Regions from separate parts of the Mus musculus genome. Here regions 2 and 3 are each linked to region 1. The links are chromatin contacts, called in public Hi-C and Micro-C maps. All regions are on one chromosome and are shown on one strand. Each heading gives the region's core, a stretch centred on a gene start, on an enhancer-like site or on the middle of the called end of the contact. The rest is flanking DNA. Distances are from core to core; before and after follow the strand shown. Region 1 has its middle 55 kb from the start of Gm36595. Region 2 has its middle 160 kb from the start of Gm36595. Region 3 overlaps Gja1 (gap junction protein, alpha 1).

Evidence for each region. A called contact is a pair of places that touch in the nucleus more often than the background predicts.
Region 2: a Hi-C map of granulosa cells shows a contact between it and region 1, with 2.1 times the contacts expected there. The contact joins two enhancer-like sites. A contact is called at or near these places in 7 of 484 Hi-C or Micro-C datasets (Sertoli cells, embryonic fibroblasts, epidermal suprabasal cells and 3 more) and 1 of 9 other capture datasets (bone marrow-derived macrophages).
Region 3: a contact with region 1 is called in a Micro-C map of granulosa cells, with 4 times the contacts expected there. The contact joins two enhancer-like sites. A contact is called at or near these places in 24 of 484 Hi-C or Micro-C datasets (the CH12 cell line, the MC3T3-E1 cell line, the Patski cell line and 15 more), 5 of 115 datasets of contacts at active chromatin or transcription factors (Th17 cells, embryonic stem cells, epiblast stem cells and 2 more) and 2 of 9 other capture datasets (adipose tissue and liver).

Annotation. Positions count from the first base shown.
Region 1 is chr10:56,485,500-56,488,092 of GRCm38.p6, forward strand. No RefSeq gene overlaps it. Among named protein-coding and RNA genes, the nearest start is that of Gm36595, 55 kb to the left of the region's middle. Within about 2 kb of position 1,307, at least 136 of the 459 cell types and tissues checked have an H3K27ac peak or open chromatin away from gene starts, as enhancers often do. A contact at or near this core is called in Sertoli cells and granulosa cells, where this site is marked.
Region 2 is chr10:56,592,366-56,594,958 of GRCm38.p6, forward strand. No RefSeq gene overlaps it. Among named protein-coding and RNA genes, the nearest start is that of Gm36595, 160 kb to the left of the region's middle. Within about 2 kb of position 1,301, at least 3 of the 459 cell types and tissues checked have an H3K27ac peak or open chromatin away from gene starts, as enhancers often do. A contact at or near this core is called in Sertoli cells and granulosa cells, where this site is marked.
Region 3 is chr10:56,390,090-56,392,682 of GRCm38.p6, forward strand. It overlaps Gja1 (gap junction protein, alpha 1), which reads left to right. Exons shown (of 2, transcript NM_010288.3): 2 at 1-330. Among named protein-coding and RNA genes, the nearest start is that of Gm36460, 3.8 kb to the right of the region's middle. Within about 2 kb of position 1,307, at least 3 of the 459 cell types and tissues checked have an H3K27ac peak or open chromatin away from gene starts, as enhancers often do. A contact at or near this core is called in granulosa cells, where this site is marked.

The DNA of each region.
Region 1 (2,593 bases), core at 57-2,556:
TTATATTTTAGAAGGTTTTAAGATACATACTGGTTGCTGAGTTAGGTATAAAGGGGTGTGTGTGTGTGTGTGTGTGTGTGTGTATGTGTGTGTGTGTATGTGTGTGTGTGTGTGTGTGTGTGTGTGTGTGTGTGTGTGTATGTGTGTGTGTGTAGGGGGGTTACCTGCTGTCCAAACAACACTTCTTCAGCTAAGAGCTGTATATTCAAATTACTACAAGAACATATTGACAATTGGCAAGATGATATAATTTAAGTCAAGAATCCTTGAGAACAGTGAGACTTTCATTAATTTGTCAGACATTTGAAGGCCAGGACCTTGTCTTGTTTGCCCCTGATTTCTTTCTATTTCTTTTTGTTTTTTGAAACAGAGTCTCATCATGTAACCCTGGCTGGCCTTGGACTTGATAAGTGGAGCAAGGTGGCCTCTAAGTAGCAGAAATCAGCCTGCTTGCTGGGATTAAAGTTGTGCTACGCAGTGTCTGCCCACGCTACAGCACCCTTTGTGACAGGGTGTAGACCGGCCGAAACTAATGAGATATCCTGATGCCCCTGCCTCCATTTTCCCACACCCCCTACCCAACCCAACCAGCCAAGAAGCCTGGCCCACCTTTGTTGAAGCCTTTAAAAGGGCTCTCTGTACGTATTTCGGAAAGCTGGAGTGCTGGCAATCAGACTTTCCTCATTCTGGAGTATGAGAGTCACAGAATTTGTGGAAAACATAGACATACAAAAGAAAAGATTTATTGTGGGGATTTGAGTTTATAAAATAACTAGTTTACCTGGAATCAGGAGGTGAAGTCAGGAAGGTTGCAAATTTGACATTAACCTGGAATATACACTGACTGTTTCAAAACAACAAAAACAACCACTGGCCTGGCTGGTAATCCAGCTCAGCCCTAGAGTCGTTGCCCAAAAGATCAAGGACCTAGGTTCCATTCCTAGCACCCACTAACCAACCCCAAAAGAGCAACACAGTGGGAACTGGATTTTCTGCCTGGTGCTGGAGTCTGAATTTTTTAAGGGAGGCAGTGAGGAGGGCTGGGTGAGTATGAAGTGGGAGGTTCAAGGAAAACCCAGAGTCTTTGAAGCTTGACTGGAAACCACAATGAAGGAACAGAACTTCTGTCTGTCTGCCTCCAGGCCTCTAACGCTTAGGCTGGGGACACTGCGCAAGAGAAACTAGTGTCTTGTATGTCTAGGAGGTAAGGAAAAAAAACAAACCGCACTTGGCTCAGAAGTCAGAGAAAGTGAATCATGAGCTCCACTACTCACAGCACCAAGAGGTCCCAGCTGCAGCCCCACCCGACTCTGACTCTGCCGGCAACCGACTGTGAGTCAGCAGATAGGCAGTGCTAGAGGGGCTGCCTCATTCCTGCACCAACTTCCTGAGGAATGTTTGCACCTTCTTTTCTGTGTTCTAAACCTTTTGAAAACTATTTTCATGGCTCACATTAGCTCTGAATGACACAGAAGTGGGGAGGTCAACAACCGAAGCTCTTACTTAGGCAAACTGATATAACACAAATAATAATAATAACAATAGCTATTATTATTACCATTATTATTCCTGTCTAACCTTCTGTCAGGCTAGCATCCTTTCACATCTTTTAATGATGCTTAACTTCCAAATAAAGACAAACAGGAAATACTACCTCAGGCTAACATAACAAAAGCAACCCTCACACACATGAAAACATCCAGAAACTGACAGTGATCCTGTCCTAGGAGAAATAGATGGAGCCCTGGAAGATAGAGGAGGTATTCAACAGACATTTGCATTCCCTCTTTTAACTGTTATTAACAGCAATGCAGGAGTTAGAGCTTCAAGCCGATCTCTAGAGAATATATACAGAGCACTTTGGCCCTATACCTAGCAGAGGAACTCTTGGGTGTGGTAGGTAGCCTATGCCTGTAACCCTAGCACCTGAAATCCAGAGGAGGCTTTGAGTTAGAGGCTAGCCTGGACTTAACGGTGCGTTCACAAATAGACTAAGCCACAGTATGAGACTCTCTTAAAATACAATCAAACAAACAAAGGAAAGCAATGGGCTGAGGGAAGAAGAAATTCGCCAGGTTTGGAACAGGGACGGTTCTTTTCAAACAACTGACTTTTATTTTGTGTGTGTTTGACTGCATATATGCATGTGTACCTCATATTTGCCACACTTGCTCATGGAAGCTAGGCGAGGATATCAGATCTTCTGAAAGTGGAGTTAAAGACAGCATTGAGCTGCTGTGTGGATACTGGAAATTCAACCCAGGTCCTCTGCAAGAGCAGTAAGAACTCCTAACCACTGAGCCATCTCTCCATACATATGGATCTTGTATACTCCATTCCATAAAATCCCAAGACTTCTTTCCCTTTCAAAATGGGGATATTTGGGGTGGCGGGGTGGGGGGGACTAAAGATATTGCTCCATTGGTAGAAGGCTTGTCTAGTACACATAAGGCCTACGGTTTGATCAGCAGCACCACACAAACTAGGCACAGTGGGACATGTTTGTAATCCTGGCACTCAACAGGCAGAGGCAGAATCTGCAGTTCAAGACATTCTTGACTGTGTAATGAGTTTGAGGTTACCCTGGGAAACA
Region 2 (2,593 bases), core at 51-2,550, 110 kb after region 1:
TTAATGTCAGTCAAACACAAGCAAAAATTGAATAGAAATAGGTGAATATAGAGAGACTCAAATCACTTAAACTGAGTAAAATTTAAATACCTTTGACTACTCAGTGTTTACTTTCTAAATAACAAATATAGACATATTTCCATGAAGTACTTTATGGGTATAAACCTAGGCAGCATTTGCTCTTTCCCATTTTACATTGTACAACCGAGAATGCACAATGGCTGAACTCCCACTTAGTAAGACCTGTAAGAATGGCAGGTATCCATATTATTTCACCCAGCAATTCAACTTATAGGCTCCTCTCCTGCAAATATACTGGCATAAAATGATTCTTATGTAAAGTAATTCACTGAAGTGTTACTTACAGTAATAAAAATTTAAAATTACTACTAATAAGAGACCAGGTAACTAAATCAACGTGTTTCTATGTTATGCACTGTTCTAAGCAAAGAAAATGACCTATGAAGGGCCAGGACAGAAAATTATCATTCAAGTTTTTACCATTTGTATCCTAAAAATCAGAACTATGGTAACCAGATGTGATGGCACACATCTGTAATCCCACCACTCAGGAAGTCAAAGTTGGAGATTCACTGTGAATCAGAGACCAGCCTGGACCACAGAGTGAGATCCTGGGTTTTGGTTGTTACTGTTGTTGTTTTGGTGATATGGTTTCCTCTGTTTAGCATTGGCTGTCCTGGAACTCATTCTATAGACCAGTTTGGCCACAAATTTAATGATCTGTCTGCTTCATCCTCTTGAGTGCTGAGATTAAAGGTGTGTATCAACACAGCATAAGTGTATGCCTGATATGTGAAATCTTATCTCAGCACAAAACAAAAGGAAGCCTAGAAAGAATTCTGTAACTAACAGTTCATGAGCTTCTGGTGCAATTCAGCATCTTAATTTCAAATAAGGAAGAGGAACACAATGTTGCACCCATGACATGGGGTTCTCCAGCTGGGCTGTAGTGTAGTGGTGGAGAGCTTGCCCAGCATGTACACTGGGTGAGTGGATAAGTAACCAAACCCAGTTGCCTATCTCTTAGTTTAATGATTAGTAATTTGCTTCCATTCAAGTCCAACTCTACAATACAGAAAAAGTTCTAGGTTATCTGAATAGTGTGCAAAGAAATCAACTAAGGAAAGAACCCAAAATTTATAGTGTATTTTAACTTCAGACTAGACTTTGCAATCCTCCTGAAAGTATTTGGAAAATGTAGCCATGCCTTGTCTGTGACTATGCTAATTATGTCTGCACCTCATGGTTTGGCCTTGAGTAGTTATCTTTAACAGTGAGGACAGAAATCAGTCTTCTTACTACTCGCTCTGTCTTCAGGGTCTTACATCTCTGGGTTAAGATGCTTAAGGTCAGAAAAGATAGCTGCATCTGTGGAACAAACATTTTTCTCTGTTCCACACAGAGTGATATTGTTTCCTTTAAGACATGGGTCCAAACTTCCTGAACATTAGCTTTCTTTTTTTTTTTCCTGTCTGTATTACTTCCTTTCAGATTGTGCCTTGGTTATATGTTATATCAACATTTAGAATTATAATATACATTGTAATTGATGTATTGTACCCTTTCTTTCAATCAAATTATATATAGCAACAAAGTATCTGCAACAGGATGAAAAATCTATTAAATGATTTAGGAAAAATTCTTCCTTAGGGTGCATAGACTGTGGAAGAAATATGAGGAAAATATCAAAGTAGCCTTTGTAAACTACGTATAAAACCATGTGTGGTGACACAAACCTTTAATCCCAGCACCTAGGAGGCAGAAGCAGGCCCATCTATCACTATGATTTTGATGCCAACTTGGTTTACATAGCAAGTTCCAGAATAGCCAGAGACACATAGAGAAACTCTGTCTCAGAAACAAACAACAAACAAAAGTACCCAACAACATAAAAAAAAAACCCACTAAAAGGAAAAAAGAACATTTATGGATTCTTGTTTTTAACCACATATTATATCCATTATGTAACACACAAAATTAGAGGGAAGTTTTGTACTTATACAATTTTTGTACTTATGTCACATGGCTGCATTTATTTGATAGACAGACATAGTAAGTGATAGCAATATGGTAACATCACTGAGTCCAGGTGGGAAGGGTTAGGAGGATGGCATTGGATGACACGTTAAGCTTTGCTATACATTCGATATTTTTCATTCAATAAAGAACTGAAAAAGACTTGGTTTACTGAATTCTATATTCAAGTGTTAGGTGGATACTAGAAAAACTGACTATGTAAACTGTGTTTGGTGGTATATGGACTCACATCACTTGGGAGTATAGGAAGAAAGGCTGTCAGTTCAAGACAAACCTAAGTTACAAATCTGAGTCTCTGTCTCAAAAGAAAAAAAAACATACTCTCATGATAATTGTATGGAAAATAATGACGTTGGAAGATAACTTGAACAAAATAAAACTTTCAATATATACATTTTTATATTCTTGTACATGCTATAAGCACAGTTTCTAAAGAATGACTCCTAATACCTTAATATAGGTAGGAAAGAAAAAACTTCAGACTCTGGATAATTGGAAATTTGCTAAGAAAATATTGTGACTGGCATGATGGCTC
Region 3 (2,593 bases), core at 57-2,556, 95 kb before region 1:
TCTTTGAGATACTAGAGGGGGTGAAGGAGTTTTCAGCAGTGCACATGTAACTAATTTATTTGAACTGTAAGCTAAAGACACCTACCAGTTTCTTCAAGTGACTTAAAAAAACTCATCACAGATGATTGAAATGTCGAGTTATCATGTTTCCTCTTGCGCGCCAGCTACACAAGGAGTTTTTGGACAATGAGAAACTAATTTGTTTGACATTCCATGTTAAACTACTGTCATGTTCAGCTTCATTGCATGTAATGTAGACCTAGCCCATCCAATCAATGTGCTCGGGAAAGTGTTCTTTATTCAATAAAATTTTAATTTAGTATAATAAAGATAACCTGCATGTCTTGTGTGATTTAAAAAACAAAAAAAACAAGAAAACTTACCAAATTTATTCAAGATTACCAAAAGTAGATCCCATAATTACAATGTCTTGGGCTAATGAAATCCACTTTTATTTTATTTTCATCTTTTGCTTGCCGGTATCTCTGTGCAATGGTATGTTGCTGCTTGCAGTGGCCAGGAAAAAAAAAAAATTAGTGTCAAATCCCCTAGAGATAGTTGTGAACTGCCATGTGGGTGCTGGGAATCAAATCTGGCTCTTTGAAGAACAGTGTTTTGTTAGTTTGATTTTTAAGGACAAACACCATAAGCATCATTGATTTTGAAATATTGAGGTAATATTTTAACAGGAAATAAAGCATACAAATGTTTAATTGGGAGAACAGTTAAACTCCACACCAGGTCTCACACACTCATAGAATCGAACCTAGAATTTTTTGCCAGCCTCTACATTCTCTTGCCATGGCTTCCTCGATACATGGAGTTGTAGGCCCGAGGTAGTGATTACAGTATTGGGGAAGGTATCTGGGTTGTTGCAGGTGGAGCTAAGACCTCACATATAAGGTAGAGCGTATACCTTAGCACTGAGGTGTGTCCTCATCTGGACTCAACTTTAGTGAGACTTGTTCAGTTGTCCACACCGACAAGCTTGGGGATATTACATTCAGAGAAGGTACTGGATTTTGGTAACTTTTATTAAGGAATTTTGTGAAGACAACATGCTGGTTATTGCAGGCATCTTTAATCCTTCACTCCCAGGTAGAGAGAGATAAATGAATCTCTGAGCTTTGTAAGCAAATGTGGTCTGTGGTGACTTAGACCAGCCAGGGCTACATAGACCAAAAACCAAGCAAACCTAAAGGTCCCAGGAAAAAACAACCTTGTTGGAGGGAAATGAGTCTGGTCAATTGATGACGTTTCAGCCACAAAAATGCAATATCAAGAATAAATAAAATACAAACACCAGTGATATCTCAGCTCATGGACATCTGAGGCAAGACTCAAGGACAAGCCCCACCAACTGAGACAGGGTTGGCAAGATGGCTCAGCCCGTAGAAGTATTTCTTAGAGTCACCTGGAAGGAGAGAACTGACTTCTGAAATGGTAATGTAGGGATTGAGCTGTAACTGCAGAGCTGCTCTTCACAGCCTGTGGGTCACGACCATTAGAAACCATGCGTTTCCGGAAGTCTTAGGATCTAAGACACTGCCCAGCAGCAAAACTAAACAATTATAAAGTAGCTACAAAATAGTTGGGAGTCGCCACACCATGAACTGTATTAAAGGTTTGCATCTTGGGGAAGGTCAAGACTCACTGCTGAAGCCTACATGAAGCCCTGGGTTTGATCTTCACCACTATACAAATGTGGGAAGTAGGTGGAGGACGATCAGAAGTTCAAGGTTTCAGGGGATTGGGGAGGGAGTCATAAAAATAATGCCATTTTAAAATGGCAGAACGGTATCCAGTGTGTTCATATTAATTAAATTACAATAACACTTTTCAAAAAGTTTAGATCATTCTCAGCCACATAAGACTGAAACCCTCTTGGGATATATGAGTATGAGACCCTATTTTCAAAAGAATAAAGCCGAAGAGGACAAAAAAAGACTACTTATGTAAACCACTGTCAACATTTCTCTCGGTGTATTAAAAACTGTAGCTACACTCGGTATATTAAAAACTAGTTACACAGTGAGCCCCAGTCCACATTGACTACACAGTAAGCCCCCTCGAAGCAACTCCCATTGGCTGCATCTCCAGCAGAAGAAAACAGCATACTTACATTGTGTGTACAAAATTTGAACATACAGAAATACATGAAACAGGGTCAAATTTAACGAGCATCTTTTTATACTCCTCAGTGGACATCAGGAAACCTTAATTTGTAGAAGAAACCACTTTATTTTACATATACCCATCAGGTGTTATAAAGTAGAGAATGAATGAATGATTTAGTTCCTGCTCCCAAAAGCATACAAAATTAATCCTTCCAGTTATTGGAACATTTATGTTGTTTATTTTTCTAATATACATATATAGAGAGATGATGTCATTACATTTTCTGTTTGTGTTTTGAGACAGGTAGCCCAGGCTGGGCTGACCTCAGACCTCAAACTTACTATGTAGCTGAGGCTGAATTCCTACCTGACAAGTTTGTAACACCACATCCAAAAAATTCTCTAAACTTTTTTAGGGAGAGACAGAAAAGCCATTTGAAGCCAAATGGGACAATTTAGCTGAGATGTAGCTCAAC